6 separate regions of the Mus musculus genome follow, and regions 2, 3, 4, 5 and 6 are each linked to region 1. Evidence: chromatin contacts called from public HiChIP or PLAC-seq and promoter capture Hi-C data. All regions are on one chromosome and are shown on one strand. The core of a region is the stretch at or near the end of the contact, and the rest is flanking DNA. Distances in the headings are between cores, read along the strand shown.

Region 1 (4,717 bases), core at 2,043-4,542:
TTGAACTGCGAATGGCAGTACCCCAAAAGGTAGGTAATGATGCCCAGTAGACGGTAGGACGTTCACAAACACAACCGCTGACCTTCTGAGTATGACTACCTCAGTGAAGGGTGAAAGACCATTTACAAAGCGAATGCTATCTTCAGGAAGGCTTCATCTGGTATAATTCCTGACAAATGAATGTCGAATCTGCTTGCAGTGACTGCAGACATGTATTTGGTGCATGCTCTGTGGCTAGAATGCTTCCTGGTACTGTACAACGGAGCAGAAGCAAGATGGAAACTCAAAGTTATCAGGAGATGCACACAGCAGCAGACCTTACACAAAACACTGAGGGACCTGAGAGAGGGAGAGGGGGAGGGGGAGGGGAAGGTGGAAGGGGAAGGGGAAGAGATGGAGAGTGAGGAGGAGGGGAGGGAGAGGAAGGGGGAGGAGAAGGGAGACTAGAGAAGTTATTCAAGTGCTGCTCTCTCTTTAGAAGGTCATTAAAATATGATGGCTCTTGTGCCTTTGTGCATGTGCGCTCTTTCTTGCCCGGTGAGTTTGGGCAGTTTAATAACTTACTTCGAGGTGTGAGCTGAGAACAGCCTGGCTCCTAAGAATTCTCCAGGTTTTCCTGGGCCAGGAGTTTCCTCTGCCACAACTGTTTTTTTCCTGTCAGAAAGTGTTTCAAAACAGTATTCTCAGCGCTTTCTCAGTGAAAAATGAAGTTTATGAAGTAAAAGTGGAAGTATGATTATCTTCTCGTGGACCAATATCCCACAAGCCTCTAGCTTTTAAAGCCATCAATAGATGCAGAATGGATTCCTGTCTGCGCAGTCTCGGCGGTGGGGCCTGGCACCTGGACAGTGTCTCGCACCTCATTTTCTGTCTCCTTTCGGCCCTAACACCTTTCTGGACATATGAAATGGCTCCTGATGTTGCTTGACTTGTTTCCCATCAACACAGATTGAAATGAAAGATACTGACCTAATTATTAGCAGTGACAACAGTTCTGAATGAGTCCATCGGGAGGAAAAAAAAAACATGTAATTAAAAGATGTTGGTTAGAGGTGACAATTGTCGTAACGTTTAATTTGCAAGAAAAGTGAGAGGTAAGCAGAAATAACTTTTCCTCCCTTTTCTGTTCTGTAACTTCCATGGTTTCTTTCCCTTCTATTTCCACAGCTGAATCTTAGTGCCCCTCCTCCTTTGGCTCTTCCCTTCCAGCTATGAATTTGCCAGCTAGAACGTCTTAATAGAAATGTTTAATATACCCCTTCAATTCTCTGTCATTAAAAAGGGTGGGGCGGGGGAGGTATTTTAGAGACAGCTCTGGCTCTGTCAGCAGTTCGCTCCAAACTCAAAGCTATCTGTAGTAACAGGAGCAACAGTGCGGTACGTCCAGGAGCCTGGCTAAGTAAGGTGCAGTTCAAAGGCCCAGAAGTCATTATAATACTGGTTGCGAAGCAACATGCACATGTAAAAATATTCATAGTACTCATCTCAATAAACTATAGTTCATTTGGGAAGTCATCAACTTCAGCAAGCTCATGTTTTTGTGAATTCAAAAATATATGCTGGCCCATAACCCGGGTACATCCTGGATGTTCAATACACACTGTTGTGAATGAGTTGCCTGCAAACACCCATATATGGCCTCACTTCATGGCTAACAATGTGGATGCAATGTAACAATTCGTAAAGGAGAATTGTTTCAATATCTTATCTTTTTAGAAATTATTATTTTGTAGGGCTGCTAATAATTAGCTCAGTGGTTGAAAGCACTGGACCTGGGTTCACTTCCCAGCACCCAAGTGGCATCTCACAGCTCTCTGTAACTCCAGTTCCATGGCTTCTGACACCCTCAGACAGACATCTGTGCAGGCCAAACACCAAAGGATATAAAATAAAAATAAATTATATATAGAAGAAATATTATTTTGCTTGTGTGTGTAAGCATGGTGTGCATGTGTTTGCATGTGTGTAGACATGTGTGGGAGCAGGTGCATGTGTACAGGTCGACAGTGGATGTTTTCTTTAACTGCCCTCTGCAGTGTATGTTGAGGCAAGGTCTCACACTTGGACCTATAGCTTGCTAACTCAGCGAGTCCAGCTAGTCAGTGGGTTCTGGGATCCATCTCTGCCTCCCAGACACTGCGATTCCACCATGCCCACCGTCCCAACGTTTCTATGGGCACTGGGGATCTAGAACCTGGTCTATATACTCACACAGCTCACATTTCCCCACTGAGTCATCTCCCCATCCCAGCAAAATTCTTTGGAATTCAAGTGTTCATTTATGCCAGGAACGCTTTTTGACCTAGAGAAGGTTTTCTGTCTCACTAGAATGCACTGTTAACAGAATCAGAAATGCACTCCAGCGTTAAAACAAAATGAAGTTGATTTACTTAAGTCCTTTTACAAGTGGTAATTCCATCTAAAATTACTTTAAAATCCTTCACACGTCTTTTCATATAGACTATATATATGTACATAGTCCCAAATAGTGTGAAAATGCAAAGCTTATTCATTTTAGAAAAGTACCATTAAAACCGTTTGTTGAGATCTATGTGTTTAGAAACATGTAGATGAATGACATTGTCACACATCTTTTGGAGGTATCAAGCTTTCCTCAGCTTGGGAACCACTGGGGACACTAGGAGAAGGAAGGAGAAGTGGAACCTCTGATTCCCCACTAAGTCAGTTCAGCACAGGTTTTGGTCCTGTCTGACCCCCAGTTTCTTTCTCCATCTTTTCCATCTCGTTTCAGAACTGTTAAGAGTATTCATAAAGCTTTGAGGAAATTGTGGAGTGGTAGACAGCAACACAAAGGTCTACTTATTCTGTGAGGTTGGGACTCCAAGACACCAAAGGGATGCTTGAGTCTTGGGATACTACCAATCATTATAGATGCCATCACAGCCTCCGCCCCCTTCCGTACTGTGTACCTATAAACCTGTAACAAAACTTAGTATAAATTAAAGATTAATAATACTGGAATAGAACAGTTATCAGATATGACAAACGTTACTTAAACAAAAATGCTTATTTCAGGCATTTTCCATTTAATACCCACCCCTTAAGCCCATCCATCACAAAGATCCTCAGGTACCTGAAACTGATAAAGGGGGACTACTGCATCAGAGGGCTGGGCATCTACTGAGTTAAGAGACTGCGCTAGGACACCCTGAAGGTTACAAACCTTTAAGTTTAGGGCGGCTAAAACCAGGCAGGTATCCCTGTCTCCAGAGTGGTGAAAGAGGGGCACGGCTTGGAGAACCCTTCTCAACAGTTCTTAACCGCTCAGGAACAACGCTCCGAGGGAAAAACCAGAGGGCGCGACCCCAGGCCCATCTCGTGTCAGGGCAAATCAAGAGGAGGGCGTGTCCGCTGTAGTGGGGGAGGGTTCCTATAAAGTTTTGGGGGCAGACTGAAGAAGTCAGAGGTCACACAAGGATGTTAGCTTTCTCCCAGTATCGTCTCCAGCGTTTTCAGGTGAGAATTCCGGGTTGTGGGCTGGTGGTTCTCAAGTACAAATAGCCCAAAGCACTCTCCCTCCCTCCCTTCCAACCCCATCCGGGTCACTTCCCGCTGTTTTCAAAGCGACTGGCATCTTCATCTACTATCCCATTCTGGTTTAGGCACCATGGCGATTCGCGCGCGCCACCTGGCGGGCATATGAGGAATAGTGCGGGTGAGGGAGTGCATGCAGAGGTTAGGGCAGTGGTCCAGTCCTTTCTTCTTTTCCCCCAAGGCCTCTCTCTCCTCTTTTCGAATTCTCTGTGCTTGGAAGGTGGTGTATGTAAATAGGACTCCAGCTTTGTGCGCATGCCTCGCTCGGGTCATTGCAAGCTTATATTTGCTGATATAAAATGACTCCTCTGTGATTTCAAAACAACTCCCCGGGTGTGGGAAGGGGCAGAACTCCTGTGACAGAGGTGCTCTGCTTTTCTGTCTGCGTTTGTCAGCTTGGTTTAACTCTTCAAGTGCTCACAGGGCAACTTGAGGCACTGAAGTCTTTGCATCTGTCTTCTCATTTTACTTTTAAGCGTTTAACAAAGCAATATAGTGCAGTTCAGCCTCATCCTGAAGGCAGTCTATTAAAGCCTCCCATTTCTCTCATTACACTCCAGTAATTTTCTTTTTTTGGCCTGGGAAGTCAGAAGCCAGGCTCTTTTAGGCCTCCGACTCACTTCCAAGTGATCTAGTTGGCTTAAAAAATAGATTAAAACATAGTAAGGAATTTTTAAAAACCTTTTTTGGTTCTTTGTGAATTTTACATTATGCACCCCAATCCCTCTCATTTCCCCATCCATTCATACTCATCCTTGGCCTTTGTAACCTCCCACCACACAAGATAACAACAACAAAAAAATTACAATTGAAAAAAAAATCAGGCCGGGCAGTGGTGGTGCATGTCTTTAATCCCAGCACTTAGGAGGCAGAGGCAGGTGGATTTCTGAGTTCCAGGACAGCCAGGGCTATACAGAGAAACCCCATCTCGAAAACCCAAACGAACCAACCAACCACACAAAACAACAACAACAAACAAACAAGCCACCTGCCCTCCAAAAATGCCTAGTGGAAGCTGTAGTGTATCACAGCGTGTTATACATCTTTACTTGCAACGAGTCGTTGGTCTGGTTGGAGGCTACTGGCTTTTGCTACACTATCAATACTGGGTCCTTACTGGGACTCCTCTTAGATATCCTGTTGTTGCCCTGTGTCATGAAGA
Region 2 (4,358 bases), core at 1,252-3,751, 600 kb before region 1:
TGCTGTAGACAATGCCCAGGGCACAGGACTAAAATACTACCAGACATCCTTTGCTTGTCAGTTTTTTTTTTAAGAAGGCACAGTAAGTTTATTTTAAACCAAAGCCCACAACTTTGTTGTGGGGCAGGCAAGCAGAGCACCAAGTAAGACAGATCGCCCTATGGTTTGTGTACTAATCAGACAGAGGGACCACAGGTTTAAGATGTGGTCCCCAGTGGCATCTGTCCATTAGTTGACATAGTCCCTGCTCTCAGGATATTAGCACACAGCCTAGGGGCTGGGAACTGCTCAGGCTAATAGGCAGGACAGGAAGGTGTGAACAATGGGCTTTGCCTCCATAATCCCAGGTCTCAGCTGAAAAAGGTTTGAATAAGAGCCTCCATTCTGCGTGGGCAGGTAGAAACACACAGCTCTGTCATATTTCCTGTCTCTTTATTCTACTCTTTTTCTTCCTCCTTTTCTCTCTTCTTTCCATTCTTCATGCCCAAGACAGCTATTGATATGAGAGACAGAGTGTGAATGGGGAGCAGTATGTAGGGACTGAGCTCACAGACTATGCCAAGAGTAACAGAGAAAGATATTCTCTTCCTTCCCTCCTGACTACACTTCAAAGGCAGTGAGCATCAGAGGTTCAGTGGCCTGCTCTCTTCTCAGCAATACCATCAAATGGAGGCTAATGACTAAGCTGTATAAAGCCCAGATGTCCCAGCCTAGATGGTGGACAAGCAGCTTCATGGTATTGCCCTGGTAACTTGATCAGATAGGAAATGAGAGCTTGGCTTGAAAAGTAGAAGTATCGAATGCATTGACAACCTCAACATCAACTAACACTGTATAGTTTTCTGTGTACCAATTACTATCCTAAGCTTTGTGCCTGTGCTAACATTGCACATCTCTTAATAACTTTGGAAATTAAGTGCCATTATTATCCCCATCTTAAAATTAAGGCACGGAGAGATTCAGAAAGTTGTTCAAGTGAGACTGTTCAGCAAGGATTCATATCAGAGCACTCACGCTTCTAAAAAATACCACTCATAACCACATGCTAGAAAGCTGCATGGGGCTTTCTAGAGTAAATAATGCAACATCAATATCCTCATAATGTCATAGGTCTTTTCCGTTTAATAGCCTCAGGCCATTCCACTGGGACCCAGCAGCCTGTGTGAAGCCCACATTATTCGGCCATCACTGGGATCTGTTACAACTCCAAAGTTCTATACTGTCTAAAAGTACAATCTGCCTCCTTCCTGACTATCCACAAGTACAAGAGGATGGGCGCCTTGCTCGTGACTCCTGTATTTTCCACCCACATGGTCTCTATCCCAACAGCCTGTCAAATCTGCCTCCCCAGAGTACATCTATTGCAGTCCGTGTGTCTGGGAGCTGCCTGTCAGTCCAAACCCACTCACTGCCCTGCCACTTGCTTCTCTACTCCTACATCAGGCAGCCCTCATGCCCTACCCTGAAAACAGCTTCCAAAAGCTTTGCTCTGTTAAATGTTGTGCTCTTTGGAAGAGTCACAGATACTGCTCGCTTTATAAATAAAACCTAGGCTGTCACAAGTCTTCTTTAATCAGATTTCTCCACCCTGGCTCTCTCATTGTTTCCTTTTGCCTGTAACTGAAGAAAGCACAACCCCTTATTGCTGGTTCTATACCTTTTTGCTTTTGCTTAATCTCCTTCCCCCAAAAGGATCCAGCGAACTACACCTCATCTTCATTGGTGCCTAGAAAGCCCTACAGCCCCTGGTAAACACTGCTGATTTATGAAACCCTTGTGATTGCATCAGACAGACAAATTCTCTTCCCCTAGGTCCCCTGAGCACTGTCCTATTTCTCCCCTGGCCTGGGAAGAACATTCACTTGGGTTTAGGAATAATCCTGACCTGCAGCTTAGACCTCTGTAGACTCCTTCTCCATTACTACCACGCCCAAAATCTCAACATCCTCAGCAGCCTGTCTGTACCTTCTCACTTCTCTTATTACATTCCTTCGCCATGCTGTTACCTTCTAGTGTTTTAATTAAATGATAGAAGATGTTATTAGCCAGAATTCCTACAACAAGCCTTACTGTCGGCTTACTGTAGATTCGAATTCTGGATTTGCTGGGGAAGTTTCTTTAAGCATGCTATGCTCAGTTTCCCAGCCTACAAAACAAGATCAATGCTAGAGTCCTTAGAAGGATTAAATGAACCGACTCCTCCTCTCCAATCTCTCAGATCAATATGTGACATACAGGAAGTAATTAAATGTCTACCCGATGCTGTGGTGTTCCATTAGTACCATCCCTCTGTGACACAGTAAGTAGAATGGAGATGATAAACTGCTTTAAACTTTTTGGGGGGAAGTTTCTGTGGCCAGAAACTAAGAAACCAAATGCTCAGCCATGTTGGTGGTGACTTAGTGGTCAACACCAAAACACATACCAGATACACACAGCGTCTTCCTGTGGGAACCCTCGGCATCCTGACTGAGTCTCTGGGATCTGGAGCTATGGGGTGTGCCAGAGGAGAGTGACAAAATGTGGCCTCAGCTGTGGTGGCTGACTCATGAATGGGAGGGTTGAGGGGAAGGAATTCTGAAAACTCTCCCTCCCCACACGTTTCCTGTCAATCCAGCCATGACCCGAGGTTTGCACTTTTGTGGAGAAGCAGTATCCATGAGGTTTACCCAAAGGTTACCCTGGGGGATGCCTCACTCCTTACTACCGCTTGTCACCTTTCACTACCCAAGGCCCAGGGGCAGTTCTATGACTACTTCAAGACCCTCATCCAGGTGAGTGGGAGCTTGTCACATGGCCAGCTTTCCAGTATGTGACTAGAGAATTGATACTTATGGTGTTAAAAGGAGCCTCAACCTTAGCGATGGAGCCTATGGAAACTTGTTATTTGTAAATGTGGAGACTGGCTGAAGTACAGAAGGAGAAGTAGATCCCTAGGGGCTAAGTCTCAAGTCCTCTTGCTCTTCAGGAAACCCTTTCAATAGATCTGCCTGTTATGCCTAGCTCATGAGGACTAGGCAGATACAAGCCTAGGGAAGCAAGCTGCAGCACTACTCAGCAAAGACTGCACTACTCAGCTCCACACAGCAGTCCAGCTGACCTCTTAGCTCCTCCACTTACTTCAGGCCTTAGCTAGTTTCCTATTACTTTCCTAGCAGCTTGTGAGATTGAAGTGGTGATGTTGTCCCATGAGAGCACAGGTGCCTTTTCTCCCAATATCTCCTAAACACATTGCTTTTCGCGCTACTCAGCCCATCAGACCGTGGCTTCTGAGTCAGTAGTGTGACTGAGCAGGGAGAGCAGTCACTGTTGCTATGGACAAGATACCTAACCTCTCTGAACCTCCATTCTTCATCTCCCATGTTCTGTAATAAAGAGATGATGAAATAGTCCCTTGCTGCCTCACAGAACACTGGCACACAGTGGGGAGTACAGTTTCCATTATTAATGGTAGTATAGATTATCACAAAAGCTCTCCCAGACTGTATTTTGCCATGAGGTCCAGAATTAACAGAGAAACTAAAAAGAGTGGCCCTCCACCTGTGTATCACGACTCCTTTGAGGATCAAACAACCCTTTCACAGAAGTTTCCTAAAACCACTGGAAAACACAGAGATTTACACTGCGATTCATAACAGTAGCAAAGTCACAGTTATGAAGTAGCAGCGTAAATAATGTCATGGTTGGGGCTCACACAGCATGAGGAACTCTATTAAAGGGTCATATCATTAGGAAGGCTGAGCACCACTATCTGAAGACAAGACACTTTTGATTTGGTGGGCTGAGCAAGGTGCTAAAGTTTTTTAAATGTTTACCAAGATTTGGATTTACGACTGAATTAGGGAATTAACCCTCCTCATGGTCTAGGGCTGCAGTGTTGTGAGTGTGACTCTGGTTGTTCACCTTGTTACACTATTCACAGTTTAAAGGCCCTTTGGAAGTGGGACAGCATTAGCACAAGAAAGCCTTCAACTGGATCCCTAAGTTGTTGGTCCCTCTTAATGAGCTACGCGCCACCAAGATATTAACGTGAGGGGAGACGAATGCAGGTGAGCAGAAGGGTTGAAAGTCTGGACTTTAGAGCTGGCAATCGCTGTGTTCAAACCTAAGTTCTGTCATGACCTTTAGCAGATTGCTTGTTCTCCAAAAATCAAGCAGCAGAACCACAGTATTCAAGCTGCCTTTTAAAAGATTGTCTTCAACCCAACCCTTCAATGTAACATATTACATCGTCCTACAAAACCCGCTGTTCGCTACCTCTGATTGTCCAGAACCTCAAGCATCAGAGCCTGGGGTCCCCTGCTGACTGGGTCAGTCCTTCACCCATGCCTTTCTGTCCTGTTCATGCCTTTCCACCC
Region 3 (4,490 bases), core at 1,854-4,353, 630 kb before region 1:
ATTGGCTGTAGCTGGGCTTGGAGCTGAAAGGGACTAGTAAAAACCAGGATAAAGGAAGTCTGTCCTTTCCAGCCTTCAGTCCCCCTCCATTGCCCCCACTGACAGAAATGATTAGGAACCCCACTGTCAAAGAACGAAATTGTAAGATGCAAGTTCCAGCCATAAGCCAGAGTTCAGAAAGACAGCTCCGTAGAGGAATAATCATAAGACTATTATAAGATTAAATGAGTGATGACAGGTACTCTGACTTACAATTGGCTTACGACCTGTAAGTCCATTTTGAGTTAGAAATATTATCAGTTGAAAATATGTTCTCTATACCCAGCCTCCTACACATCAACGCTTAAGAGCCAGTGCACTGCTGAGCACCAGTTGTTTATTCTCAGAGCCAGTGCACTGCTGAACACCAGTTGTTTTATTCTCAGAGCCAGTGCACTGCTGAACACCAGTTGTTTATTCTCATGGTTATGCATTTGGCAAACAACTTACTGCTGCGAGCCAACATGAGGAAAGTGAATCCTATATCTACACAGCCTGAGAAATGAGAGAAATTAGAGATACAGTTTCCATGGAACTGCCTTACAATTCCTAAGTCTCAAGTGGAACACTTAAGTATGTTGGGCATCATGCTTTAAGTAAGCAAATAGATCCACCAAAAAAAAAAATGCTAGAAATGCTATCTTAGTTTTATCACAATGATGGTGAGATTGTAAAGGTCACTTAAAATGCTCAAGGTCACATGCACTAGTAGAATCCAGTCCATTGGAAGCCAAAGCTGTCTGTCTTCTTGAGTCTTTCAGAAGTTCCAAGAAGACGGGCATATAAATAAAGTCCTTGCAAGAGAGACTGGTTTAATGATATACTAGATACACTTGGGGGCATTTGGGGGATCATGAAGGAGGAAGATGAGCCACTGACTCTGAAAGATGTCATAGAGAAGATGGTATTTGAACATATGGAAGGGAGAGAGAGGCCTTGCTTGACAGATTCCCAAAGCAATTCAACAAGCTGGGTGTGTTCTCTGTGCTAACCAGGCATTGACCCAGATACTGAAGGTGCAAAGACTTGTAAATGGTTGTTTAATCTTTTAAACAAGGTTTTTATTTATTCCTTGGGTGTTTCATACATATCACATTCATCTCTCTCTCCCACTTGTTCCCAGATCCCCTCCTTCTTCCTACCCATGTGACTTCGTGTTTTGCCATCTGTCTCAAAACAAACAAACCCCATGGAATTCAGTCTGCGTTGGCCAGCTGACCAACTACTCCTGGGCGTGGGGCCTGCCCTAGAGTGTGACCCATATACCAAATATCACTCCATTGAAGAAAACTGACATGCCTTCACCCAGTACAGTTGAAATAAAGATCATTTCAGCTGATAACTGAAGAGAGAGGCTTCAGGAAGGCACTCATTCCCACCAGTCTTGAGGAGATGGACTCCTGAGGCCAGGCAGGAGGACCTTGACAGCAGGAGCATCCCTGCCTTGCAGTTGGGCCATGAGAACGGGATGGAGTCTGAGAGAAAGAACCACACCACCTGTCTGGTGGCCATTCTGAGAGCTCATAGCCCTGATGATCAGAGAAGCTACTCACCTTCCCTCACCAAACAGCTACTTTTTTATTTTTATTTATTTATTTATTATTGCACAAAGACATTTCAGGACCTGATAACAAAGGGATCTGCAGGCAAAGGCCCTAGCCCAGTGAAGCCAGTATCATAAGGGGGAGGCAGGCAATATACCACAATAGCAATGAACTAGTAGATGACTTGTTCATTTATACCTAGGGGAAAACCCTTTTCTTATGCATCCCCTGGGGATGGTCAGCACTGAAGGGAATGACTAGAATAATGGCTTCCAAGTTGACATATTAGGGGCAACCTCAGAGACGAGATGTGGCAGTTGTTTAGAAGATTGGAATATGATGTTCCCAGTAAAAGTGTTAGCAGAGGCAAAAGCCCTGAGATGGAGGTGAGTAAGACAGGGAAATGGGGAGAAGCAAGTCAGAGGAGACCTCAAGGACAGCACAAGGTGAAGTGGGATGAGATGAGAAGCTGGCAGGAGCCAGGCTGGGCTTAACCAAGGCCTCCTGACAACTTAGGAGTTATCCCATACACAGAGCGATGTATTTCCTTTAGAAGGAATCTCTTGAACACTAAGTGGAGGAAGTACACACTTAAATTCAGGGAGAAGTGGACATCAAGGTGTGAGTGACCTAACATCTATGGTCTATGGCTGGTTCCATGGGGTTCCTAGAAACTTACTTAGGAAGTGGGGAACGCAGATCAACAGAAGAGAACGTTCTACAAAGCAGGAAGTGTTCTGTACCTATATACATTCAAACATGGTCTCAACTGGTTTAAAAGAAGGCACTTACTGTGACTGGGATTTAAAATTGTATTTTATTTAGAAATTTTATTTACTGTAAAATGGATTTAAAATTGTATTTTATTTAGAGTATTACAGCTACATGTGGCTAATGGTTACTATACTGACAGCATTCTTGCCCAGGTCTTGCTCAAGAGGTGGGGGCATGCTGACCCTCAAGTGTTCTCCCCTAAGTGCCATTCAGACCTCTGGATAGAGAGTGCCAGGGTACAAAAGCACAAAAACCCTCATGTGGGAGGAAAATGAGCTTCATCCTGTCTTGTTATGAAGAGCCCCCGCGCATATCCTCAAGGAAAATCTGGTCCCGCAAGGAAAGGTTTGGAGACTGTTTTACTGAATGCATCAGTCCCGTGAGCTAGCACTGCCTGTGAGGTGCTGCCTTTGGCCAGAGAGTGACAGGGGACAGTAGCGCCTTGCCCCACCTGCTCGCAGTGGGACTGCATAGACTTCAGCTTCTCCAGTTAGGCAGGTAAGCGGAAGAAGGAGAAACCAAGGTTAACCACAGGTACTGAGGGTGCGGGGACTCCTTGGAGAGTATTCTCCCATATGGGGGCAGGGAGGCACGGGCTGTCATCCGCACGGGATCTGCTTTCTGGGCTTGCTTTCGCTTTGCTGGCTGAGGGGTGAGCATCGCAACCAAGCGAGGAGCAGGTGGCCTCGGACAAGGGGAGGAGGCTAGCGCCTTCCATCAGGAACCCCCAGCCTCTCCGAGAGCTCAGGTCCGGCGCCCTGCTGGCGCGCAGGACCTGGCTTGCCTAGAGGGCACCCCTGACCTTGGTCTCGCCCTGGTTCCAGGTCTGTGCCAGGGCTATGGGCGCCGCGCTGGGCACTGGCGCGCGGCTGACCTCCGTGCCTCGCATAGCCTGCAGCAGTCTTCGGCGCCAGGCACCTTCCGCGCCCGCCCAGGGCTGCCACTCCAAGTCTGGCCCGCCTCGACCCGTACCCCTGAAGAAGCGCGGATACGATGTCACCAGGAACCCCCATCTCAACAAGGTAATGGTCCGGGTAGGACGTTGGATCCCGTGGTTAGCAGGGAAAGACGCCCCGCCCCCTGGGCTTGGGACGAAACCTATGGCGTCCTTCCAGAGCCCTCTGGTTTTGCCTCCTGGATATTGCTCTGTTTGCTTTGGCCTTTTCGTCCCCCTCTTGACATGGAGAGATGTGATCAGTTTTACTGACCTTAATTTCCTCAGCAAAAACAATACAGACCCAGTGAGTATTCCCGATGGTCCCTCTGAGCTAGAGTCAGATTTCCAGCAGATCTTGAGGACAATTCATTTGACCTCCGTGAATTAAAGTATCTGTTAGAGATTTCTTAGGAATGTTGCAAGGTTTAAAAGGAAAAACAGGAAAACGGAGGCAGAGTTCTTAGCACAGACTCGGGCACCAATGAGATAATAAGTGTTAGCTAATGATATGGTGAATATCTGGGAAAACATGAGTCCGGAAGACAGAAAAGTCTAGAATTATAGAACTTTTAGTACTGGAAGAAGAATTAAAGATTTTAATTTAAACCAGTCCTGTAACAGAATGCAGAACAAAGGGGTCTTAGCCAAGGTGACCAAATGCAGATCTCTAATGCTTTGGCCGTGTTCAGCCCACTGCAGATACCTGCATATTAACCTAGGAGCACACCTCCTTCTTGTAGCAATCAAGTTTGTATCTTTGGTTCAGAGGATTGTGAGGAACAGAAACTGGAAGCCAAGACTCAAGCCAGTCCCCCACTCCCCACAATTCCTCGTGTTTAACTAGCAGGCTCAACGTTTTTCAGCCTAATAGTATGACCTCATTTGATTATTGTAAAAAGTTTCAAAACCACTGGATTTGAATTAATATTTAAGCTCTCATAAATGCTTGCTAAGCTATTACTGCAAATAAAATGTGAGAATAGTCCTCATGCAGGAAGTTCTCAAAAAATGTTAGTAGTTTCTCTGATTCAGGATGGTGAAATTCCAATGACACAACTTCTATGGAAAATGCTATGTTAAAGGGTGAGGCCAACTGTGCAGTGCTGTTTCCTACAGCATCAACTGAAACTAAGGAAAATGTCTGTGTGCTCAGATTCACTTGTCACACTGACCCCCTACTCTCCAAAGAGACCTTG
Region 4 (4,296 bases), core at 526-3,025, 870 kb before region 1:
AACTGCTGTGAAGCGATACTGCTGAAGGGAAATCCTTGATGGGTCTTGCAAGAGAACTACAAGCTGCAACCTGGATTAACCCAGGCTGTTTATCAGCCTCAGCTGCTCATCCACTCTCTTCCAGGCAGCTGGGCAAAAACTCCAGGACTGCCACTCCCCACTGCCTAAAAGGGCCAAAGGGAGCACTGAGGATTCCTGATCAGGACATGGCCCTTTTTCCCAGAAGAGGGATTAAGTGTGCCTTGACAAAGTTTCCCATCCAGTTCTCTTCCTTGGAGGCTGAGGTGGACATGAAAAGGGACCTGAAATGTCCATCTACATCCTTAAAAGGATAAATGGACTGGCAACAAATATGTCTGTGTTCTTGGTCAAATTATGGTCACAATGCCAACTTGAGATGGTCACCACATATAGAAAGAGATCACATGGGAAAGTGTGTACTAAACAGCCTGGCACATGGTGAGTACCAAGCAAATGCCAAGTAAAGTTTTCTTAATAACTGTGAACAGTGTGAAGAAAACAAGTTATATCAAGGTACCAGAACTGAATCATACTGAACAAAAACCTCACTTAGCCAGCAGTGGGTGAGGGAGAAGCGTGGGCACATGGAACCAAAATAGAGCTAATTTAGAGGTAAAGTCTGCAGGACCAGGTGTCTCTTCCTCTTTTGGGCGGCTCTTCTTGGATCTGATTCTTCTTACTATTCATCTCATTTTCTTTTGCCATAGGCCAGATCTCTCTCTCTCTCCATCAACAATCATGGCTGAAAAGGAAGAGGCACAAATTCCGTCCCAACAGGACTTTGTCTTTTGTGGATCACACGTTCACCTCTCAGACCAGGAATCAGAAAGCATTCAATGATAGACCCATTTCAGCCTGGCTCCTGTTTTTCAATAGCAGATGAACTATAAAATGTTTGGTCATGTGTAAATGCCTGCAAAAAGAATATTTTAATAACATCTGAAAAATCAAATAAAATGTAAATTCCAGTGTTCAAGTTTCAACCTAGTTAGAACACAACATAGATATTTCTTGATGGACTGCCTATGGCTGATTCTCTACCATAACAGCAGTGCTGAATAAAATTCACAGAGATGGCATAGCCACAAAGCCGAAAAAGTTGGCATCTTATCTTTATAAGAAAGTGTTCATGATCTTGCCCTAGGTCGAACATGATGCACAAGGATTCAGGACGCTCTCAACCAGACAAGTCAGAGCCAGCCACCCAGCCCTGGAGAGCACGAATAATTTACACTTGAACATTTGCATTGCATCAGACTATGCTATAAGCATGTTGTGTTAACATATTTAATCTTTTTTCAGAATCCAACTGGCAAATGTTTTTATCAACCATTTGATAGATGAAGAAACTAATCCACATAGTTAAAGAATTTCAAAAATCACACAGCTAGTAGGTAGCATAGAGAGACTTTGGAGCAGATCATCTGACTCCAGAGTTCTCCTTTGACCTCTATACGATGTGTTCCAGAACAAAATGGGATAAAGGGCAAGAGGAATGTGAATGGTTTCTTAGGATAAAAATGAGTTCTTGGGGAAAAGAAATAACAGGTGCCCAAACATTACATCAGAACTGGCTTGAAACTAACTTTGTCTAACTTCTTAGGACCTTGCATTTTTTCAAGTAGTATAAAGTAGATAAGATCTGCTCATTGGAGTGATTGCAATGATGTTAGTTAACCTTCACTGAGCACTTATTCTAGGGCAATACCAAGAATGTTACGCATGTTGTTTCAGTGGAGAAACAAAGCTTAGGAAGGTCACATAGATTTGTCTAGTCACATGTGAGGCAGAATCAAGGCTTTGGTGAGAAGCCAGGTCTGTCTGGCTCTAGCTCCTGACCACAAAACCGTTACACAGCACAGCTCCCATCTCAGAGATGAAGGGATAAGATATCTAACAGATGTAGCAGAGGGCCTTTCTCATCCTAAGTTAGGATTATTGTCCTTTCTTTTTCTTTCCTGACTTTTCTTGTTCATGATGTGGGGAGATACACACACACACACACACACACACACACACACACACGTGTCCTTGAACAGTTCTACTGCCTTTTTTTGTACTAGGGATGACATATGTATATATGGATACATACATACATACAAACACGCATGTATACATATATGTAATAAAATAGTGTACACGTGTCCTTGAACAGATTTACTGTGTTTTCCTTTTGGTACTAGGGATGGAACCAGGACCTCATGCATGTTAGACATCACTCTACCATGGAGCTCCATATTCCGCCCTTTTTATCAATATTTTTTTATTTTCGTTTTGAGACAGTATCACATTAAGTGTCTGGAGTTGGTCTCAAACGCACTTAAATAACCCAGAAAGCCCTTGAATTTGGCATTGTTCTGACTTGGTATTTAGGACTATTGACCTTTGCCACCAGGTTTGGCTTCTGTTGACCTGTGCCACAGGCTTGGTTTCTAGCTTTTATGTAAAAAGTAAAACAAACTCCATTCAGTCAACCATGCTGTCAAAACAGAAAAGCAAGTATACTCCTGGAATCCCAGTACTTGGAGAAAGGAGGCAGGAGAACTATGTACAAAGCTAACCTAGGCTACATAATAAGGCTCCATTTTAATAGTAGCAATAACAGTAATAGTAGCGGCGGGAGTAAATACAGCAGAGCAAAACTAACAGAGTCTCAGAGGGAGAGAGGGAGAAGAACGCTTAGCAGGGTGGCAGGGTGTATACCATGTAAAGAGGCATTCCAAAGTTTGGAATCATTTCGTTTGGAAAGGAAAACTCCCAGAGGCATAATGTTCACAGTATAATAAGCTGGTGATAGGTATAGGAAAGGCTAATCAGGTCTTGGTATTTGCTTTTCCCTCAAAACACAAGAACCAGGCTGTTTAACACATTGTATAATAGCGGTGTCACCTTCCACCTTGGACTGTTATCAAAGTGAGATTTACCCTCCCTTCCTATTGACCTTGGTGCCAAGCCACACCTCCAGTCCCAATCAGTACACAAGACATCGCACTCCACACGTACCCTTCAGAATCTGCTGATTTCTAGCAGGAAGGTGCCTGGAAGCTATGGATGAACTTGAAGCCTGGTGAGTTGAAAAGGCTCAATCCACACTTGCAGAGCAAGCCGATTTGCACATCCTAGCTTTAGCCTTGACCTTGTAGTCATAGAAACTAGATTGAGTAACTGGGACTCAGTATCCCAATGTTTAATATGTTTGGAAGGTCAAGCGATGGTTAGGGAGGTATCAGCAAATGCAGAGTGTTCTGCAGCCCGGCTCAGCCCAGCACTTTTCCCGCTAACTCATCCTGCTCCTTAGAATAAATAGTGCTCCTCAGAAAGAAGCTAGAAGCTGGACTTGTCAAAAAAGAAAACCAATCTGGAAGAGGTAGTGCCCTTCCTCCTTTACTTCCCTTCATCAACAATAAAGTGCAAACTTCAAAAGAAACAAATCTGTAAATGATGAACACCAGACTCAAAGCCCTTTTCCAGAGTGGAACCCTGTGGTCAGAGAGCGGCAAGGGCGATCCTTGGACGACTTGGTTGCCATCCAAGTCTGTTTTTAGTGCAGAATAGAGTTCATGTTTTGGAAGCAGAATCCTTGACTTTTTTATCCTGTTATTCAAATATTTCCTAATAATCTTCAGCATTTATATACTCAAGAGACCTCAAAGTTAAAGGATGCGGGTCTCCAGTGTTTTTCCTTCCTGTAGCTAATGAATAGATGTTTTCTTTCTGAATTCACTAGCCCTATCATACTTCCCCACCCCTACCCCCACCCCCACTCAAAGTACTCCATAGAAAGAACTCAAAAAGCAAAATAGCTGAACTGTAAGTTACCAAGTTTGGAACTGGAGTCAATGTTATGAATCCCTTTTCAATATGGCAGACCTATGTTGAAAGAGACTGAAGTTTTAGGACAGAAATACATATTGCATAAACTAGCTGCAGTTAAGTGTGGTGTTTCTGGTGCCACCTATTGGTCATTCTATAAGATTGAACTATGTGGCAGTATCATATAATATAAATGAATAGAAAATATGATTTATGGTGTAACATTCAAAGTTATATATTTCAATAGGTCAGAAGAATACAAAAATAGAGTGCTGTGTTTGGATATCAACTTTGGTTGTAGCTACGATAAACCATGAGACTGTTTTGTTATATAATTTTTACCTTTATTTACTCATTAATTGAGTCTGTGGAAAGAAATATATAGTGAGGCATCTCTGGGAACTCTAAGATTGGTGAACCAATAGTCATGTTTAAGAGATTTTATGTCTTGTATAAGAATTG
Region 5 (4,285 bases), core at 374-2,873, 710 kb before region 1:
CTGTTTTAAATCCTTAGAGATGCTTTTACTGTTTTACCCCGATTGTCAGTGAGTGAAATGTGCTTGCCTTATGCAATGTATTTTCTCATTGAATAATGAAACAAAAGAAAAGGGGTAAGGATCAGGGTCTTGCAGGAAAGACTAGCGAGACATGCCCAGCTACGTAGCTGGCTAATGAATTTTTAATAACTTGTGTCCCTGACAGACAGGAGTGCTCCTCTTCTACTGAGGGGGTAAATATTGTAATAGGAAACATGCTTTTCACTAGGAGAGAAGGAAAAAATGTGAGACTTGGTATTGAACCCGTCTGGGTTCTGGAACCTGGTTTTGGATGCTGGGAAGATCTGGCCTCAGAGAGTTAGCACCCAGGCTGTGGACACTGCTGCTCTGAAGGGCCGATCCCACTGTACACAATACCCCCTAATGAAGAGCAGATTTTTCCCACCCCCACAATCTGGGGTGAATGCTTTTCCTCCTCACCCTAAGGGCAGAGGAGGAATGTTCTGAGAATATTTGCCAGAGAGATTCAGCCAACATCCCATTTGCGCATTACCAGTGACAGATTTCCGCCGCCTTTTGTTCCCATCATCATCGGAGTCTAAACATCCAGAATGGGCCTTCGCGCAGAGGCAGTAAGGACTCCAGACGGTGCCACTGAGGAGGGAACCTGGCTCTTGGTGTGCTAGCAGAAGCAAAAGCTTTTGATCATCTTTATAATCAAGAGACGAGGACTGTGCCTGGCGGGCTGGGTTGGAGGAGGACAGACAGATCTGCAAAGCAGGCTTTAAAATCCACTTCCCTTTCTGTAGCAGCTCAGGCACCATCTGTACCCTAGCGCTAATCCTTTAATATCCCTATGATATAGGGTTATCAAGTCTACTCTACACCTGAGAAGAGTGAAGCTCAGAGAGGTTAAGTGATTTGTGTAGGACTGCACAGCTGGCCAGATGCAGAGTTAGAACTCTAAGCCACTGTTTGTGTTTCATAACATGAATTATTCCAGTTCTGCTGCGCTGCCATGACCGCCTGTGGCAGGACTTTAAGAACACTCCGCAGCCATGTTGCCCACTTTGCAGCTGCCCTCTCCACAAGCCTGGGTGGGGCCTGGTTGGCAGAGTAATGAAAGAATGCCTCTGAGCACTGATCAATTCCCTGAGTAGTTCCCTGGAGTCAACCTCAGGGTCTTCCCACCAGCTCTACAGCTAAGCCTGACTTAGGCTATGGCCTATTATCATCTAATGAAGTAAATCTGGACGTGTGGCCTGCCCTGTAGCTCTGACCTATGTGTGCCTGAAAGCTGGCAAGGTTATTTTCTTCTGATGTTTGATTTGGTCACAAAAGAATTCGTAGTTCTCTTTCACAAAGTCGCCTCATAACTGATAATCTGTGTATATTATGTTGAAATTCTGCTAGTAAACAGCATCTACCCTCTCTTCACCCTCATAATAAACTGTCTAGTTTTCTTACAAATCAGCAGATGCAGCCAGAATTTCCTGAAGCCCTAGCTCGTCCACAGCTAAGATTCCCTTTTAGATTTGAAGTATGAGGAAAGGACCCAGTGTCTAGCCAAATGCCCAAAAGGTCTCCAGTTAGAATGATAAATTATTAGTCACGAGATAGGAATTCACAGAGAACTTGTGGCTACGTGCCCAGGAGAGGAGTATTATGACACATTAATGCAAAGGGTGTCAAACACTGTCTAGATTATTAATAAATAGCATGGTTTCCTACCTACACAAAGAACACTATTTCTCAAACTTATATACCCTTCTCAAATTATTAGAGGGTAGCCACGATCACAGAGTGTTGAGTACTGTATATTGTGAAATTGATAGAATATAAATGCATCTCAAAATTTAATACATTAATAAGTAGTTTTCAGTTCTTTGTATTTTTCAAACTAACTACATAAAATGCATCAATACTCATGTTTTAAAATTAATTGACATAAAATGCATCTTCATATTCATAACATTTGGGAAAATTTAACCTTGCATTTCAGGGAAGGTTGTAAAATAAACTCAGGACCAGGGATTGCTCACTGGCGGAGGAGCCTAGGGACCTGAATTTCAGGCTCGTGCTCCACACTGCGCATCAGACATTGAAATATAGAACAGGAGCACAAAACAGCCCGCATTGCTCGTGGGTGAGGGGACTGAAGCTCAGGGGGCAGACGTGATTGTACAGAGGTCATAAAACGCATTACCAGTAGAACATCAGCTCTCTTCTCTCTCATCTTTTTCACATCCAGAGGGAGTCAAAGCCTGATACTCCTCTTCAGCCAGGCTGTGGCTGAAGAAGAAACCTGATCCTCAGGTTGTCTCTAGCTGGTCACTGCTCTCTTTCCAGTCATCACACAGTGTTTAGTGAATAATACATGTATTCAATGATCAAACAAGACAAGTTGATTCATATGATTTATAAATAATGCCTCACTTATTTTTTTTTTTGTGCAGTCTCTTAGGTATACCATTACTTCTGTTTTTATTTTTGGAAGTAGAGTAAACTGTTGGCTCAAGATCTCATCGAATGGACTCTGTAACAAAGCTGTGTCCTGCCTCTGCTGTATCCTGAGACTGACTCTGGGTTTTGTAAGAGCTGAAGCACAATCAGCTGGTGAATGGGAATAAGCTGGGCCCAGTCCGTAGGGACCATCAGTGGGTATAAGGGAATAATGAATTTGTTGACAGCATTAGAATCTATTGCAGAAAGTTCCAAGATTTCAGATGCATGTCATTATTCTAGGATATGGGATGGGAGTCTTGACAAGTCTTCCCACCCATTTACCATGGAGCCTTCTCTCCTTCAAGGGTGGTTCTCCAAGAGACAGTTTGCATAACTTAGACTTTTAAAAGAGTGTCCCTGGGCCTTTCTTGTCTGACTCATTGTGTGGTCGCAAGCTAGTGAGTCACTGCCATGTGACTCAGTTTTCACATCCCACGCAGGGCTCAGAGCTTGACTGCAGGGATCCTGGGCATGGCTTTATATGGTGGGGACAAACAACCAATGATGTTTTGGAGGGCCAGGGCGAGTTGCACTTTTCTTCTTTGACTTGTAAAAGCACTTGTCTGCTAGTTAGTGGTGTCTGTTTGTGGACCATGGATAAGAAACCATTAGACTCACCAACATCCTCACCATTTCTCATGACCCAGCATGAATCCAGTGTGTGCATAGCCTCTGTGTTAGTGGGATAGCATCGTGCATATAGGGTAAAAATCCTGAATGAAGAAACACGGATCCTCGCTGAGCTTGTCTTTTCTCAGCTATGCTAAGAAAATGAATACAACTTCACATTCCTAGTTTAAGTGTTGAGCACATTACAGTAAATCCTGGGATAAAAATTTCCCTAGGAATGTGAGCACTAAGCTTGGTAGCTTACTTCATAAATACTGTAGACTGAATCTAGAGAATAATTTGGCACTCCCCAATTTCTGCTTGCTTGCAGGACATAGTTCATTTGGCCATCTTCTGGGATACCCGGTTCTTTTTTTTTTTTTTCCGGTTCTTAATCTGAGGTCCTATTTCAATAGTGAATATTAAGATTTTGAAATGGGATTTTTTTTGTCCCTGGTTTATCTCAGACTCCATTATAATAAATATTAAGATTCAAAAATAAATTCAAACAGTTAAGACGCTGGAAAGAGACTTATGCATCTTCAGTCTTGGCCTTCAGCCAGATCAAGAATAGAAAATAAGGATGGAAACTGTTACCACTCTCTCTGTAGAGAGGAGAGGTAAGCTACCAATCTATTTCCTTTAGCTGAGAGCACAGAGAACAGGCGCTTGAAGCATTCCTGTGAAAGTAGACCAGGGTTGGGTTCTAACTCCTGTTCCTAAAGGGACAATGAAAGAGAAAAGAGCCAGAGTAGTGTGCTGGGTGGGTTTGTACTATATATACATCTAGAGGGTTTTCATGTCAAGGATGCAGTAATTTCCCATGCACTAGAAGTAGAGAACACCAGAAAAGAACACTACAGGGTTATCTTTGATCTTGTCTGCAAGTGCCTGCTGAAGGAGTGGGGGGATTCTGAGAGGGAGACTGGAGATGCGCTGCTTCTCAGTGCTACAAGTGGCACCAGAAATAGGAACACATCTGTCAGGGTCAAGGGAACTATGAGACAGAGGTCCTAAAAAGGGACCCCAGGGACGGCCCCAAGAAAAGAGTCCTGTTCTGGGCTGCTCTGGGCCTCTTGGGGATGCTTTCTTTAGCCAAAAGGCTAAAGAAAATGTTAAAGCTGTGAAACCCTCTTACCCCTCTGATCACCCATGGATCTAATCACAATAG
Region 6 (4,400 bases), core at 616-3,115, 550 kb before region 1:
GTTTAAATCTGGATTAGGTCACCAGTTAAAATTTATAGATACCAACTCACATATCCCAAATAAATAGTGTCTCAACACTGAGAACTGATGACTGAGTCAAACCATGAGGGTAAAGGCCAAAAGAATGAAATTTCTTTTTAAAAGAAGTAAGTAGAAGGCTCGGGACTCCACATGTCCTTCAGGGTGTTTAGAAAGGGCCCAGGCACAGCTGTGTTTACCACAAGTGCTAACCACTAAATAGCCAGGCCTCTCCTGGCAATCATGTGAAATGGATATTAAAATCTTCATTCTATTGATCAGCAAGTTGAAGCTCACAGAAGTTAGCAAAGTCATCCAGGATCACAACAGAGGAGGTTGGATCACCATTTGAACCCAGGAACTAACTTCAAAGTCTGTTCTCCCTTGCTAGTGGCCCCCGGCCTCTTATGGGCAAATCATTCTATACACATCTGTGTGCATCCCTGTGCTCTTCTGCTGATGTCCCAACTTTCCAGGCACTAAACCAGCCTGCAAAAGTCCATATTACTTCTGAAATAGGAAGGCTTTAAAAAACTGGTTTGAATTAAAATATCACTAGACTGAGGTGTACAAAAGTAAAAGATAGGTATATATATATATATATATATATATATATATATATATATATATATATATATATATGTGTGTGTGTGTGTGTGTGTGTGTGTGTGTGTGTGTGTGTGTGTGTGTGTTTGCATACACACACACACACAGATACACACCAACCCCCTCAAATGCCAGGTACCTGGGATAAAACTTCCATTTAAAGTGTACTTATTAAATGAATGAATGTTTAAATGGATTAGAGAGCCAGCATGTTGAAATGGACTTGAAACTCAGGATTCACTTCTGTACTGTCTCAGCCTCGGCTTATTGATCTACAGAATGGGAATATTTTCAAGGCCTACCTTACAGAGTGGTAGATGCAAAAAGTAATAACATGACAACTCCATGATATGGAGAGCTAATGAGAACCACAGATACCCATTTATCCCATTGGCAATGACTCCTTTTGGTAGAGAGGAACTGACTTCACAGATTTCTGAAAAACACTGCCTTTTTTTAACTATAAGAAATCATCCTACAGTCCAGGTTGAGCCCATTTCTGGATGTTTGGACTGCACAATAGCTCTTTTGAAAAGTAAAATTTGGAAGCTACTGTCATAAGAAATGGAAATTCTTTGTAGATGTGGACTGAGTCTTCCTCTTTCTGTGTTAAACACCATGACCAAAAGCAATTTAGGGAAAAAGGAGTTGATCTGGCCTACAGGTTAGAGTCCACTAACAATGGAAGCCCAGTGTCTTAGTTGCTTTTCTTCTCTATTGCTGTGATAAAACACCATGACCAGGGTAACTTATGAAAGAAAGTGCTTTACTAGGCTTACAGGCCAGAGGATTAGAGTACACGATGGCTGAGCAGAGGTAGCAGGCAATTGACAGCAGGCATGGCAGGGTAGCCACTGAGCATTCAGATTTTACTCCACAAGCAGAAAGCAAAGAACACACTTGAAATGGCTCAAGTCTTTTGAAACCTCAAGACTCCCTCCAAAAAGCCCTCACCTCCTAATCATTCCCAAACAGTTTCACCAACTGAGGACAAGTATTCCAATGTATGACTCTGTAGGGCCCATTTCCATTCAAACTGCCACACCAACGCAGAAACCCAAGGGAAAAACCTGGAGGCTCAAACCGCAGCAGAGATGATAAAGGAATGCTGCTTACTAGCCTGCTCCTGTGGCCTGACTGTTTTGGTCTCTTTTACACTCCAGAAGCACCTGCACAAGTGTGGCACTGTTCACAGGGGGCTAGGCATTTCTGCATCAATTATTAAACAAGAAAATGTTCACACAGGCCTGCCCACAGATCAATGTGATGGAGGTAGTTTCTCAATTGAGATTCGCCCCCCCACATGATTCTAGCTTGTGTCAAGTTGACAAAAACTAACCAGAACACTCACAGTGTACTTAAATGTAGACTGTTGTTATAAACCCACTCTCTAATTCATATCTCCTGGTGGCAAGACAGAAACTGGTTACCCTTATCTCTGCTTCACAATGGCCATTTGTCCCCTAGGAAAAACAACATCCTTCCTGGTTCACCTGGCTAGATAACAGTTGGTCAAGGTCCAGGAGAATGAGAATTAGGTCCATGTAAGGCATTAACAGCTAGAAAATCCTGCTATTGATGGGTTTGTCTTTAGTTATATTATGTCCCATCCTTGAGCCTCCACCCACTCATCCACACACACCAAGTATGCATGTGCAAGGCCTATTCTCAGCCCCTCCCAAGGCGTATCTGTTTGTTTTATTACTCTAATCATAGTTCACTTATCGACCCAATCATCCCCAGCTGGACCCATCAAAGTGCACTTGTGTTCTTGGGGAAAGGAAGCTACTTTGTTCTCAGATGTCCTCTACTGTGGAGGTACAGTTGAGTGAGGGCCATGAGGATGCCAGAAATAACATTATTTAAATTTTAAATAATAAGCTTTTGGGAATGAGGGGTCATGAAGCATTCACACTGACACTGAATTTTCCCAAGAGGAGGATGATTCATAATCTTTCTAGCTATTCATCTCTTGTTCAGTGACAACAAAAATTCCAGAGTTGTCAAGTACATCAGGAGCAGATTCTTCCATTCCTCTTCTATGACGCTTCTTATCAACACTTTTGCATAAACTAGTCTTCCAAAAAAAACCAGTTGAAACAGCCATTATTTTCATGTGATTTTGAATGTCACTTGGAAATCACATCACCATGATCCATTTACGCTTCAATTTCTTCTTCTGTAAATGAGGACAATAGCACCTGCCCTGTGTAGGCTCAAATAACATAAGCCACAGTTTTTCATGTACTAAAACAATATAATATGCAAGGCATCTTTTATCATTAACAAAGACACTGGACAAATCATCTACCTACTTGTGTTATCAATTTTGTTTTTACTAAACAATTGTGTAAGCAATATAGAATATTACATTAACTCACTTTTTAAAGGATACTACTCCGTTCACCTCTCCAGCGGTGAATAATTCATTTTAGTTAATATTTGACATGAGGCCCAACCTTAATACCAATAGTAAGTGAGGATATACAACCAATCAACAGGGATGAGGATAAATAGCAGCCATTCACTCAAGTATCCAGCAATATACTCAGTACCGAAGAAGAGTCTGTAGCCTGGTCTACATAGTGAGTTTGAGTTTCAGGATAGCCAGGAAATAAGAGAGAGAGAGGTGGGGGGAGGGAGAGGAAGAGAGAGAGAGAGAGAGGAAGAGAGAGAGAGAGAGAGAGAGATACTGATTTTCTGAATCAAATGAATTCCTTTAACAGAAACCTCAGGCATCAGTAGATATTGTTTGATGTTAAGGTCAGGACAGATACAAAAAGAAACAATGTATTTGTCCCCCAGTCCTTACAGCAGTACTTCTATGTGCAGATTAGAAAACTGAGGCCCATGATGGATTAAGTGCCTTGTCTAAACTGGTAACAGGAGCTCTCCTATAGTGCAGCTAGCTAAGAGTGAACACTGCTCACATTCTCTAAGTAATTTTGAATTTCAGTTTGTTTACATGTGTGTGACCTTTGAAATGTTAACTGACAGCTTCTGTAGACAAAATGGGGAAAGTCCTACTGCCTCAATGTTTCCAGGTTTTGGTTTTCCTGGTCAATTTGTTTTATTCTGGGATGATTTCAGATTATACTAGCTGACAATATATATACTTTGTGACAGCAACATAGTACAGATTTTTTATTATAAGAGAATTAAGTAATTTTTGCTTTACTTCTCAGGTCCTTTACAGTGTAATTTCAGTTTTTTGCGAGTTATTATTATTACTAAGTAAACATTTATAATTATGCAGAGTATTAAACTATTTTGTCAAGAATGTCTAAAATCTGATTAAAATCAAATCTCACTATGTCCTGAAAATTGATTTTACAAAATATATCCCAAATTTTAAGTATTATTGACATTTTCTAAATCTATAAGCTGTTTTTTGAGCTAATTTCATATTGTTTCATCTGAACCCTATCTCTTGAGACATTTGTGTCACCGACAGGAAGAGCACTCGTATTCCAGTTTTGAGCATGTGTATTTAGGAAGAACACTTGTATTCTATTTTTGAGTATGTCTATTTTTTGTTTCCTGTCCCTGATTTTTGATGCTGTCACTGGTGTTACAGTCACATTTTAGCATTTCCCTAAAGTCTTAACTCTTTAGCTTTCCACAAGCTTGTAGCTTCTAATCTTGCCCCTGGGTTTATCAGTTACCATGAAATTAAATAACTGGTTAAATATTTTCCTTCCTTAAAAAAAGAAGAAGAAGAAGGAGGAGGAGGAGGAGGAGGAGGAGGAGGAGGAGGAGGAGGAGGAGGAGGAGAA

Evidence for each region. Promoter capture Hi-C pulls out the DNA fragments that hold promoters and counts their contacts. HiChIP or PLAC-seq counts read pairs in DNA pulled down with a chosen protein or histone mark.
Region 2: a contact with region 1 is called in a promoter capture Hi-C map of stem cell-derived epiblast-like cells, with 4 times the contacts expected there. The contact joins the enhancer-like site here to the promoter of Ccdc83 in region 1. A contact is called at or near these places in 13 of 39 promoter capture datasets (the 3T3-L1 cell line, 3T3-L1-derived adipocytes, the C10 cell line and 7 more).
Region 3: a contact with region 1 is called in a FOXA1 HiChIP or PLAC-seq map of pancreatic cancer cells. The contact joins the promoter of Me3 here to the promoter of Ccdc83 in region 1. A contact is called at or near these places in 8 of 39 promoter capture datasets (the 3T3-L1 cell line, embryonic stem cells, liver and 2 more) and 2 of 115 datasets of contacts at active chromatin or transcription factors (embryonic stem cells and pancreatic cancer cells).
Region 4: a promoter capture Hi-C map of liver shows a contact between it and region 1, with 2.2 times the contacts expected there. The contact joins the enhancer-like site here to the promoter of Ccdc83 in region 1. A contact is called at or near these places in 2 of 39 promoter capture datasets (the C10 cell line and liver).
Region 5: a promoter capture Hi-C map of the 3T3-L1 cell line shows a contact between it and region 1, with 4 times the contacts expected there. The contact joins the enhancer-like site here to the promoter of Ccdc83 in region 1. A contact is called at or near these places in 4 of 39 promoter capture datasets (the 3T3-L1 cell line, the C10 cell line and liver) and 2 of 115 datasets of contacts at active chromatin or transcription factors (bone marrow-derived dendritic cells and embryonic stem cells).
Region 6: a FOXA1 HiChIP or PLAC-seq map of pancreatic cancer cells shows a contact between it and region 1. The contact joins the enhancer-like site here to the promoter of Ccdc83 in region 1. A contact is called at or near these places in 10 of 39 promoter capture datasets (the 3T3-L1 cell line, the C10 cell line, the HPC-7 cell line and 5 more) and 1 of 115 datasets of contacts at active chromatin or transcription factors (pancreatic cancer cells).

What each region holds. Positions count from the first base shown.
Region 1 is chr7:90,262,140-90,266,856 of GRCm38.p6, forward strand. Ccdc83 (coiled-coil domain containing 83) reads right to left here and starts at 3,293. Exons shown (of 11, transcript NM_183293.1): 1 at 3,185-3,293.
Region 2 is chr7:89,661,885-89,666,242 of GRCm38.p6, forward strand. All of the region lies in intron 1 of Me3 (malic enzyme 3, NADP(+)-dependent, mitochondrial), which reads left to right. Among named protein-coding and RNA genes, the nearest start is that of Me3, 31 kb to the left of the region's middle. Within about 2 kb of position 2,502, at least 60 of the 459 cell types and tissues checked have an H3K27ac peak or open chromatin away from gene starts, as enhancers often do.
Region 3 is chr7:89,629,715-89,634,204 of GRCm38.p6, forward strand. It overlaps Me3 (malic enzyme 3, NADP(+)-dependent, mitochondrial), which reads left to right and starts at 3,104. Exons shown (of 14, transcript NM_181407.4): 1 at 3,104-3,379. The coding sequence starts at 3,197.
Region 4 is chr7:89,389,061-89,393,356 of GRCm38.p6, forward strand. It overlaps a transcript of Tmem135 not described here. Among named protein-coding and RNA genes, the nearest start is that of Fzd4, 13 kb to the right of the region's middle. Within about 2 kb of position 1,776, at least 19 of the 459 cell types and tissues checked have an H3K27ac peak or open chromatin away from gene starts, as enhancers often do. A contact at or near this core is called in liver, where this site is marked.
Region 5 is chr7:89,558,233-89,562,517 of GRCm38.p6, forward strand. No RefSeq gene overlaps it. Among named protein-coding and RNA genes, the nearest start is that of Prss23, 43 kb to the left of the region's middle. Within about 2 kb of position 1,624, at least 48 of the 459 cell types and tissues checked have an H3K27ac peak or open chromatin away from gene starts, as enhancers often do.
Region 6 is chr7:89,718,241-89,722,640 of GRCm38.p6, forward strand. The region is part of intron 1 of Me3 (malic enzyme 3, NADP(+)-dependent, mitochondrial); the gene reads left to right. Among named protein-coding and RNA genes, the nearest start is that of Me3, 88 kb to the left of the region's middle. Within about 2 kb of position 1,866, at least 15 of the 459 cell types and tissues checked have an H3K27ac peak or open chromatin away from gene starts, as enhancers often do. A contact at or near this core is called in pancreatic cancer cells, where this site is marked.